Regions from separate parts of the Mus musculus genome. Here all the other regions are linked to region 1. The links are chromatin contacts, called in public Hi-C and promoter capture Hi-C maps. All regions are on one chromosome and are shown on one strand. The core of a region is the stretch at or near the end of the contact, and the rest is flanking DNA. Distances in the headings are between cores, read along the strand shown. Region 1 holds the start of Lars2 (leucyl-tRNA synthetase, mitochondrial). Region 2 holds the start of Lztfl1 (leucine zipper transcription factor-like 1). Region 3 holds the start of Zkscan7 (zinc finger with KRAB and SCAN domains 7). Region 4 holds the start of Slc6a20a (solute carrier family 6 (neurotransmitter transporter), member 20A).

Region 1 (2,700 bases), core at 87-2,586:
CCCAGAATCTGAAAGATAAATATGGTATGTATTTACTTATAAGGGGATTTTAGGATTTTAGCCATTAAGTAAATGATAATCAAGCTACAATCTAGAAACAGAGAGGTTATGTAAAGAGGAGGGGTCTTGGGAGACATAGGAACCGACCTGGGAAGGTAGATTAGATTTTATGGGAGGATTGGGGGGGTGGGTGAGGATGGGAGGGGGTTGTGTGGGGGGAAAGAGTATGGGGAGAGTCAGCTGAAATTGAAGGAGGGCACTTCTGGGGGTGGGGGATGGGAAGCCAGTGCAGTGGAAACCTAGTGTGAACTGTATCAGGGCAATGGTGGCACAGAATTGGTTTCCAGGTGAGGTTTGATGCTGGTCTAGAACAACCTGGTGTTTTGAGCTTTAAATGATCAGGAGACTGTTTTTGTTGTCGTCGTTGAAGTCTTGGAAATGGACAAAAGCTTCCTATGTTTCCTGGGTGGCACACAGAATGAAGTTTTATTCTGTAGGAGTGTACACCCCTGCTGGTCTCCTTATGGACTGCATTGACCCATGTAAGGACAGAAACTAAGATGGAGATTATACATACAGTGACGGGATGGATTGTCTGTGAAGCTACAATTGATTTTAGCCCTGTAGGAAGAGATGGCACTCAGACATTGTTTCCCCCCTCCCCCCCCACCCCCCCGCTATTACTGGATAGCAACCATTTTGCACTATTTGCAAATCTCAGTACACTTCTCACATGTGGCCTTAAAAAGATTCTTCCTTTAAAAGATAGAGTGTAATTACACCATTGTTCCTTTGCAATTCCTTGATTTATTACAAGGCAAGAAGCTCTTGCTCCATGCAGTGCGTGCTGGGCGATGGGGCACATTAACCCCATAAGGAAGGAGGTCAGACAGCTTGTTTTCCTGTCAGTACATTTTGTTCCCCGCTCTACTCCGGGCTAGGTAATTCTCCTCCTGGGGCTAGAAGATCACCTGATATGATGGATGAAAAGTGCTTCAATCCTCACCAGGCCCATAATGGATCAAAAAGTCAGACAAGCCAGCCCAGTAGCAGCTTCTGTGACGCTGAGATTCAAACCCTGGCCTTGAACCACCCCAGAGCTCTTTTAACCACCTGTCACTTCATCCTTTAGCATCTCCCTCGTTTCTGTTCTAATTGTAAGACCGGGACAATCCGGTAAGCAGAATTTGTACCGATAGCAGGCGTAGAGGGCGAGGCCTGGGCGGGGTCAGCCCTGGGCGAGCAGCTTGGGGGCGGAGTCAGCGCTGTCTCTCCCGCATCTCGCCTTTCCCTCTTGGCTCCGCCTCTCCTGTCTGTGTCCGCGGCCTCCCCTTTCGATAAAGTTGTTGTTTTGCCAACATGGCGGCGCCCAGAGTGACTGGCTGGGTCTTGCTCGTGTAATGCTTGGGGAACGAGGCAGAAGGTAGCAGCTGGCCAGACAGAGCCTGAGCGCAGAAAGCCCCGCCTGGGGCTCAGGAAGACGAGAGACAAGCCCCGCTTAGCCCCCGGAGCTGAAGGTGCGGACAGGCTCGGGAGTCCCGGGACCTTGGAGTTTGACAAAATGGGAAAAGCTCCGAGATTCTAGTCTATAGGCTCTTTCAGCCATGGACCCTGTTGACAGCTCCGGACTCTTGCTCGGAGAACGCACATCTTCACATGGCTTTGTATTCGAATTCTCCTCTACTACTCACCTCCCCCCGGGTGCCTGGATCTTCTCTTCGGGGTTGGGGGTTTGGACCCAGAAAAGGACCATCAGTACTACATCTTTGGGGGACCCACAGTATTAATTAGGACCCGCAGGTCTTCACAAGTCGCCTGGATCTTAACAGGCTCACAGCTTACAGAGAAGGTGGAGTTCCAGATACGAAATAACTTGCCTGAGATCCTGCAGGAAATTAGAAGTAGCGTGTGTGTGTGTGTGTGTGTTTAACATTAGTATTTTACAAGACATGTCTGCTGACATTTGTGTTTTTAGAAGACATGTTTGTTGGGGTGAGGTGTGTGTTAACTTACTCGTTTTGTTTGTATCCACACCAACCTCTGCTAAAATGGCTGCTTTTGATGCCAGGAAGAGGCAATGCCTATTAAGACTTCAGTAGACAGGTACTTGAAATGGCCCAGAGCTGTGCCTAGTAAGTAAAAAAAGAACAGAAGATGGTTGAAATCTAAAAGTTCTGTAAATTCATAGGCATGAGCACAGACAATTTGTTCTTAGTCTCTTCCCCTAGTGGAGAGTCTGAGGGTGATCTTGGACCTATGCCTAAGGGTTTGGGGTTTATTTTTATTTTTTATTTTGCATTGCTCAGGATGGAACCAATGGCCTCAAACAGTGTCAGGGAATTACTCTACCACTAAGCTATATCTCCAGCCCCCACATTTACAGTATTTACTTGTTTTATTTTGTTTTTGGTGCTGGGTATTGAACTGATGTGCTGAGCATCTGTTTTATATATCTAGTCTTTGGATTTTCTTAACAAATCTGCTTTTGTTTTAAGACTTGTTTTTAATTGTGTGTGTGTGTGAGTGTGGGTGCCCATATAGGCCAGAGGCATCAGATCTTCCTGAAGCTGGAATCATAGGCATTGTGAGTCACCCACTGTGAGTGCTGGGGACCAAACGGGGATCCTGTACAAGAGCGGTGTGCTCTCTTAACTGCTGTGCCATCTTTCCTGCCTCTTCTTTATTTGTTTGTTTAAAGAC
Region 2 (2,700 bases), core at 135-2,634, 350 kb after region 1:
CTTTTAGGTACAGAGAATAAATAGGCTTAGCCACAACTAAGATATACACTCAGGAGGCAGAGGCATAGATAGGCAAAGGCAAGTGAATCTGAGTTCAAGGTCAGGCTGGACTACAGAGAGGATTCCAATATAGACAGGACTAAACAGAGAAACCCTGTCTTGAAACAGCAACAACAAAAACTGTCTTCTAGACATGACAGAACTGCTGGCCTAGAAACTCACAACTGTGGTCACCTGCACAAAGGTGCCAATCAACAATCCAGCACAGAGACGGGGAGGGGTTTATGAGATCGCACTTCTAGCTGAGCAGTTACTGACGGCTGAAGATTTATGAAGGGCAGAGAGACAGTTTCTTTTAAGAGTGTGGCCCAAGGAAGGTGATGGTCCCACACACATGAGTATATGTGCAGCATAAATTGGACTAGGTAGGCTTAAAAAAAACAGGACAGGAAGTAAACAATAATTCTGGAAGATGCTAGGGGATTTAAAATACATTGTATGAATGTATAAAATCTTTAAAGGATAATTTTTTTTAAAAAAGAGTGAGCTTATTGCTTAAAGTGTTTATTTTATGTGCATTGTTTGACAAATCATCTACACCCGGTTTCCAAGTGTTATCACAATGACATAAAAGAGTAAGAACACAAACAAGTACTAACTTTTTTGTGAAGCCACTAGCGTAATTTTTTTTTTTTTTTCGTTTTTGACATCAGAAGCAGGACCAGTTCCTAGCTCAGGATGGTTTAAGAAATGGTCTGTTTTGTTTAGATGTATACAAAGTGACACTTACTAGGAATTGATTGCTGGGATATGTCAGCAACCCACTTGAGCTTCACTTTCAATAACTTCTCTATGCCCAGCTATTTAAATTAATTGTACGATGAAAGGTTGGATGGACTGGCGTTTTCGCTTCAGTTTTATCTGTCTCAAAGTAAGCCCGAACTCTAATACCCAAATGGTCGTCAGACGTCCAAACAAAGAAAACAGCACCGATAATTAGTCAGTTGTAAAATCAGGTGCTTCAGAAAATTAGATTCAACCAAGTTCACACAGAAAGTTGGAACCAGCCCGTCATTCTTCACCCTGGCAAATGTGTGCGGCTGTGTCGGCCAGGGCTTCCCAGACCACAGCCAAGGACGAGGCGACAAGGCCGGAGGAAGGCTTCAGCAAGAAGCTGTCCCCGCGGCTCGGCCGACGTGACTCCCTCCCCGGCGAGGCCCCGCTCGCTCGCTCGCTCGCTCGCCCTCCGCACCCCGGCTGGGCCTCTCCCGACCAGGACACTCACCATGGTGGCGGCGGATCCGACAGGAAACAGGGAGGCCGGCACCGGGGCCTGAGGAACGGAGGTTGTTTAGAAGCCGCGCGTTGCCAATGGGAACGGAGACACGTGGGCCCTCGCTTGCACGCTATCATTGGCTCTCAGTGTCACGTGACGGATGATGTTGCGTAACTGGCTAATTTCCGCGGGTACATTGGCTTTGAGATCCGGAAGTCCCACCTTTTCTTGCCACGCTAACCTGGGGCGGTGCCTGCCGTTGCCAATGGCAACAGAGAAATTTCCGGTCGGGGGTGGGGGGGGGGAGCTGAGCAGCGCCTTAGGTGCCAGCGTGTTTGCCTACAATCAGGACAGAAGTTGGGCTTTGGCACCGGGATCCAGAGCTGGTGGTTCCAGACCTCTGAGAAGAACAGGCTGAGTGAACAGGGCTTCAGCGTGACTGCATCCGGCTATCAAGCTCATGCTGGCCCTGGTGCACGCCCTTCCTCCATCTGCATTGTTTTATAACGCTGGCAGAAGAGAATAACTTTACCTTTTTGGAAAAAAAATGTGCAAAAACATAGGTTTATATAGAGTAGTGAATTAGAGAGACAAACACTAGATTCGCCAGGAGAAGGTTGTGGAATAACGTCCTGATCTCCCTGGCGGAAGTTTTCACTTATGAAGTCTAACTTGAGTCATTAGAATCTTCAAGTTTTGGGATAGGTAAAGATCCTTTCCAAATCTGTTGGTGATCTTTTTGTCTTATTGACGGTGTCTTTTGCCTTGCAGAAGCTTTGCAATTTTATGAGGTCCTATTTATTGATTCTCGATCTTACAGCGCAAGCCACTGCTGTTCTATTCAGGAATTTTTCCCCTGTACCCATATCTTCGAGGCTTTTCCCTACTTTCTCCTCTATAAGTTTCACTGTCTCTGGTTTTATGTGAAGTTCCTTGATCCACTTAGATTTGACCTTAGTACAAGGAGATAGGAATGGATCAATTCGCAATCTTCTACATGATAACAGCCAGTTGTGCCAGCACCATTTGTTGAAAAATGCTGTCTTTTTTCCACTGGATGGTTTTAGCTCCCTTGTCAAAGATCAAGTGACCATAGGTGTGTGGGTTCATCTCTGGGTCTTCAATTCTGTTCCATTGGTCTACTTGTCTGTCGCTATACCAGTACCATGCAGTTTTTATCACAATTGCTCTGTAGTACAGCTTTAGGTCGGGCATAGCAAACACAGAAGTGGATGCTCACAGTCAGCTATTGAATGGACCACAGGGCCCCCAATGGAGGAACTAGAGAAAGCACCCAAGGAACTAAAGGGAACTGCAACCCTATAGGTGGAACAACAATATGAACTAACCAGTACCCCGGAGCTCTTGTCTCTAGCTGCATATGTAGCAGAAGATGGCCTAGTCGGCCATCACTGCAAAGAGAG
Region 3 (2,700 bases), core at 14-2,513, 480 kb before region 1:
TCTTTGAGGGGCCCCTACCTCAGCATTCCTGTTATAATTATTCCCCAGATACAGATGACCACCACTCCCAGGGTTGTACTACGAAATAGAAGGATGCTGGACCTCCTGACAGCAGAACAGGGTAGAGGGGGAAGCTCGTGTCATCCTGGAGTAAGAATGTTGTTTCTCTGTAAATGAATTGAAATTGGTTGAACAAAATATTAAGACCCTTTGTATTAGATCATTATATCATGTGATATATATATATATATTTTACTAACCTGTGAATCAAAAAAGCAAGCAGTAAGCATCACACCTTACACACAAAGAATCAGGGCCACAGATTGTGCTATTTGAGCCCATAAATGTGTATTTTATAAATCCAAAGCACAGGAATAAAAGTATTTACAAAACTATAATAGTTAAAGAAATTTCAATAAAGAAAGTCATAACAAATTTGAATTCTCAGAGAATTGTCCTCTGAGAGGGACCTACCCTTTTATAGTAAATAAAGTTCTCCATCTTGTTAGATAGCAAACTTTATAACACAATTAATCCTTCCTGAGACTGGCACTTTGAGGTGAGATGACCTCAGAGATAAATTTAGGGTAAAAGAGCCAAGGAAAGAACACCCTGACCCAGACTTGACCCCTAGACCCCAAGAAACAGTTCCACCAATCCCTGAGTTTGCCCCAAACTCTGACTAGAATCCCACAAATCCCAGACTGCCCCAGAAGTCCCATCCCTCACTGAAACCTATATAAGGCCTGCCTTCTCCTCAGTTCCCCCTGCTCCTTGCCTGAGCAGAGGCAGCCACTCTTCTGGGTTTTCCCTTCCGATAAATCTATGTGAGATTTGTTGTGTGGTGTGACTTTGTGGTATTCCTTGACTCCCGATTGCCAGGGTACCTTTCCCAGGAAAGCTGTAACACTTACATCGGGGGAACCTTTGCCTGCTCAAGCAGAACTGTACAGTTGCGGGAACCTTCCCCTTAATGGAACCGAGCTGTAACACAATTAGGAATTGGGCTCTAATTGTATAGGGCATCATCAGGGACAGGCTGGTCTGTCAAAGTCTGATTGTTGGAAAGTATGGCTTTGCTTTTTTTGACCTTTTTATGTCAAGAGTGAGGTCTCTGGAATCTGAATGACTCTAAGTTCAGCATGACACCCTCTTGTGCCCCAGATGTTCCCTGGGTAAAAAAAAATCTTAGCGTTCAAGATTATTGCTCACCTTGGCAACCAAGACTTCCGGAATCCAGGAGGTACCGGAAGTGATGCTCTCATGCTTCCCGTCCCGCCGTCGTTGCCATTTCCTAGTGTCCTGGAGGTGTGTGGGGCCGTTGAGCCGTCACGCATGACGGTGGCGACGCGGTGGAAAGTGCGGCCCGCACTCGGGCCGCGACGCGGGCGGTGCCGGGGTGCTTACCCGAGGCGGAGCCGCGTCGTCCTCGTGTTGTGGTCGCTCGGCTTGGGGTCGGCTCGAGTTGTTGGCTCCCGTGCGTCAGCGCTGCACGGGGCAGACGCGGCCAGGTGAGCGGCTACCGAGGCAGGACCGTGACTCTGGAGTGAGCCCCACGCGAGCTCGCAGATTAGACGTGCAGCGAGACCTGCCGCTTAGCACTCGGCACAGTAAGGACCGCAGGAAAGTGTCCTGTGCTCTTGTGTACTCTCGGAGAGTTCACAGATTACTCCATCTGTCTTAAAAACAAAACAAAACAAAACAAAACAAAACAGGCTCAGAGGAAAATGTCTAACCCTGGGGTCTCCAGTGCCTGATATCTGATATCTCAAACCACGGCACACATCCTAGTTGCCCCAGAGGATCTGGTTTTCAAATGGCATGCATAAACGGAAAGGAAAATGGCTTTTCCCAAATTTTGTCCACTAAACTAACCACATTCGTGTAACATATCTCTCTCCCTGTGTAACACATATGCACGCGTGCAGGACTGGGAAGCAGTCCTGCCTTTTGAATCTTCGCAGGAAACAGAGCCCTGAGTAAACTGCAAACAATTGCATTAAGAGAAGTGATCCAACAGAGTTATGGGTGGAGAGTAGTCCGTGGGATTACTGAAGCTATAAACAGTGGTATGCCCGGAGAGACCAGAAAGTTAAAGTTAAGTTCCAAGTTAAGTAGAAAAGACTTCCAAAAGTTTTAATACTAGTTCCTCCCTTTGGGTGACCCTCCAGTAGTTTAGAGGCCATGACTGGTGAGTTCCTCATAAACAGTTGAAGTACACTGTTATAGTATGAGGTACAGCAAGGGAAATGAGCCATTGTTTTATATCTGGGGAAAGCAGGAAAATATCCTTCAAGAGAGGTGTTATTTATTCGGAGTCTTGACACTTGATTAAGAGTTTGTCAGAAATGACGGGAAAAAACAGGGAAGGTGCAGACAGGTAAAGTGTGGTCCCCACCCCCTTATTTGTAAAGTGTTAGCCCCAAACTTTAGTACATCTTTACCAGCTGAGTTTTGAGCCTCCACTCCCAGCACAAGTTTATGAAAAAATTAAAGATAAATCCTATTTGAATTTCAGTGCTTACTACAGGACATATTAAATAGTTAAATCATTTAGTATTTTCTTTAACATCCAGTTTCCTTGTATACCCTGCTTTGGAGGCCATTGATGTCCTTTTAATTTGGGTACTTGGGGGAAATGGTTGGAGGTGTATGTGAAAGACTGTGAAAGCTAAGCCTAGACATTCAGTTAGCTTTTAT
Region 4 (2,700 bases), core at 109-2,608, 310 kb after region 1:
ATTTTTTACTGTCCTGATATCGAGAACTAATGTGCTGATTAGCTTTCTCTCCACCCATACACAAACACATGCTATTAGATCTCTCCTCCCATGTATACACAAACATGCTGTTAGGTAAATAAGAGCCACCCAGAAAACTATTGATAACACTTGAAATTTTTTTTTCATTTTCCTTTTCTCTGAATGGTTTTAAGCACAAGTGCTTAAAAATGTTTTACAGTTTTGAATATGACTTCACCTGCCTCCACTTATCACATGATAACACTATTAAGATAAAATTCTATTAAAACTTTACCTTTATGGCTGCCAAGGATGTTCCACAACTTACTGAACCAATATTTTTTTTTTTTCTGAATGGCTTAGCAAGTTTCTCACATTTTGATCTTATTAAAGGCGGTAGCCATGCTATTTTCTGTCTCTGTTCATATGCTGCGTTTTCCTTTAGATGAGGTTTTAGAAAATGGAATTGAAGAGGGAGGTTTTTATGCTGAGACTTACTTCCTTCATGCCATACTGACCCCAGAACGGTACTTGGACTTCGGAAAGTCCCAGTCCCAGAGTTCTCAGCTCTTTTCCCTGCTTTAGCGGGTGCAGGGTGAGGTGTCTGTCCCACCCTTAACCCCCAGTTTCTCCCCTAGGTCAGAGGAAACATTTATAAAAACAAAACAGCAGAACCAAGAAACTAATTCTCCGGGCACGGAATTATTTGTTTTTCCCTCCTGTGATTCCAAGCCCAAACTAAGTCTTCACATCTACAAACCGATCCTTTTTATTAAGAAAAAGTAAAAGAAATCGCTCACGATCCGTTTGACTGGTGTTTCAACTTGCGGTCGGGAACTTAAATTTCGGAACTGCAAGTTGCACGACAAGTTCCTGATAAACAATTTAGTGTCCTCTTTCACACCTCTGTAGACGGCACCGCACCTTTCCTCCCGGGACAGCAGGTTCCCCGCCGGCGCCGCCCTGCACCTGCTGGAGCCACAGTTCGGACTCGGGACCGCGAGGGTCAATTTCTTAGGGCGACAGTCCCCGCGCCGCGGCGTTCTCGGTTACAGGGGCCACCCGCCCTTGAACTTGAAGCGCGTGGGACCGAACACTTGGCCGAGCTGGGGTGTTCGGGACAGAACGCCACCCCGAGCGGAGGCTCGCGGGCCGGAATGCCACCGCCGCTCGGCGTCCAGGCACCCGGCGGTCCCGCCTGTGCGCACTCACCTCCGCCGTACATCTGGCACAGGTAAGGGAAGCGCCACACGTTGCCCAAACCCACGGCGTAGGAGATGCAGGCGAACACGAACTGCAGCGGATGGCCCCACTGAGGCCGTGCCTTCTCCATGTCCCGAGCTCGCTGCTCCCCGTCAGGGCCTGGTCTCTGGCCGCCGCCGCTCGCCCGCCTTTTAATTGCTAATCTCATTAACGCGCGCGCGGGGCGAGGCCGGTGAGTGGGGAACGGTGAGCCCCACCCTAGCCTCGGCGGGCGGGGAAGGCGCCCCTCCTTGGCCCTGCGTGTGGACTTCAGAGCTCGGGGAAAGGATCATGTTTCCTCAACTTCTTACTGATTAATCGATGACAATACTATATGCCTGGCACTGCTGTGCTGCGGGAAGACACAGCAACCCCACCCCTCCAGGGCTCACATTCAGGTGGCGGGAACATTTAAATACCACGGAGTGACTCGTTCTTAACTTCTTTTGACCCACTGGGGTAATTTCCTTTAATTAATACCACCCAGTTCACCTAAGTCGGTGATGCAGGGGCAATTTAGGTAAAGCAGAGAGAGAGACAAGTCCTAGAGACAGACAGGGATCCAGGACTTCCCAGAGGAGAGATGACTTTTGCACAGAGAGGGTGGGTGTGGAGATTCAGAGGCAGATCACTCTCCTAGCACTTCTGAGACCCTGAGTTTGATCCTAGCACACATGGGAGACTTAAGGGTCTCCAACTACCGGCCCTTGCCTGCACCTGTAGTGTGGGCAGAATCAGGTTTTGAACAGCTGCCTTGAGGCCAATGGGAGTCAGAGATTCTCTTCCCTGGGCCAGGTGGAAACCCAAGAATTCTCATGTTTTTGCCAGTCCAACAAGAAGATATAAATGAACCTAACTCAGTAAAGTTTGGTACAGTGATGCAGGATCTGTTGTTTGCGTCTATATTCCACCACAGACTAAATTCTGTGACTTGGCAAGCCATTTAACATCTTTGACCTTGTTTCATCTGTAATAGAAAAAAAATCTGCCCCAACCTATCCTAGGACTTTTAACCTTAAAACAGTAAAGAAAGCAAAGTCACAACACAGTGGAAGAAACTCTAGATTCTTAAGCTTTAGTATATATATATATACTAAATATATATATTTCCTGCATCCTCCTATGTCTAGTTCCAGTCTTGTTGGTGGACATTTGTGTTGTCCAGTTTGTGGCTACTATGAATAGAACCAAAGTGAACATTCTAATATGGCAGGTAGATGGACTATTAGGAACTTTGGGACTATGTGCGGCATCAAAAAATATCAGTTCACATTCTCATTAATCCCAGCTGCTCTGCATCTTTACTGTCATTCCACAGACTGTTTTTTGTTTTAACAAAGCAAAACAAAAACAAGCATTTATTGGGACCAGGTGCCATGGCATGAGTGGAGGTCAGAGGTCAGAGCAAGTGGTCTTACCATCTTGCTGGCACTGCCATTCTGTTTTTAAAGTTCTGTC

The links. Promoter capture Hi-C pulls out the DNA fragments that hold promoters and counts their contacts. Hi-C and Micro-C count contacts between places; a contact is called where the count stands out from the background. Capture Hi-C pulls out chosen DNA fragments and counts their contacts.
Region 2: a Hi-C map of uterus shows a contact between it and region 1. The contact joins the promoter of Lztfl1 here to the promoter of Lars2 in region 1. A contact is called at or near these places in 1 of 39 promoter capture datasets (stem cell-derived epiblast-like cells), 2 of 484 Hi-C or Micro-C datasets (muscle stem cells and uterus), 2 of 115 datasets of contacts at active chromatin or transcription factors (astrocytes and embryonic stem cells) and 1 of 9 other capture datasets (adipose tissue).
Region 3: a promoter capture Hi-C map of adipose tissue shows a contact between it and region 1. The contact joins the promoter of Zkscan7 here to the promoter of Lars2 in region 1. A contact is called at or near these places in 2 of 484 Hi-C or Micro-C datasets (both in CD4 T cells) and 2 of 9 other capture datasets (adipose tissue and liver).
Region 4: a contact with region 1 is called in a promoter capture Hi-C map of erythroid cells, with 4 times the contacts expected there. The contact joins the promoter of Slc6a20a here to the promoter of Lars2 in region 1. A contact is called at or near these places in 3 of 39 promoter capture datasets (erythroid cells, hematopoietic stem and progenitor cells and hippocampal neurons), 1 of 115 datasets of contacts at active chromatin or transcription factors (embryonic stem cells) and 1 of 9 other capture datasets (adipose tissue).

What each region holds. Positions count from the first base shown.
Region 1 is chr9:123,365,591-123,368,290 of GRCm38.p6, forward strand. It overlaps Lars2 (leucyl-tRNA synthetase, mitochondrial), which reads left to right and starts at 1,337. Exons shown (of 21, transcript NM_153168.3): 1 at 1,337-1,517.
Region 2 is chr9:123,716,241-123,718,940 of GRCm38.p6, forward strand. It overlaps Lztfl1 (leucine zipper transcription factor-like 1), which reads right to left and starts at 1,385. Exons shown (of 10, transcript NM_033322.3): 1 at 1,286-1,385. The coding sequence starts at 1,288.
Region 3 is chr9:122,885,555-122,888,254 of GRCm38.p6, forward strand. Zkscan7 (zinc finger with KRAB and SCAN domains 7) reads left to right here and starts at 1,264. Exons shown (of 6, transcript NM_001177505.2): 1 at 1,264-1,511. It also overlaps a transcript of Zfp445 not described here.
Region 4 is chr9:123,677,474-123,680,173 of GRCm38.p6, forward strand. Slc6a20a (solute carrier family 6 (neurotransmitter transporter), member 20A) reads right to left here and starts at 1,359. Exons shown (of 11, transcript NM_139142.2): 1 at 1,213-1,359. The coding sequence starts at 1,333.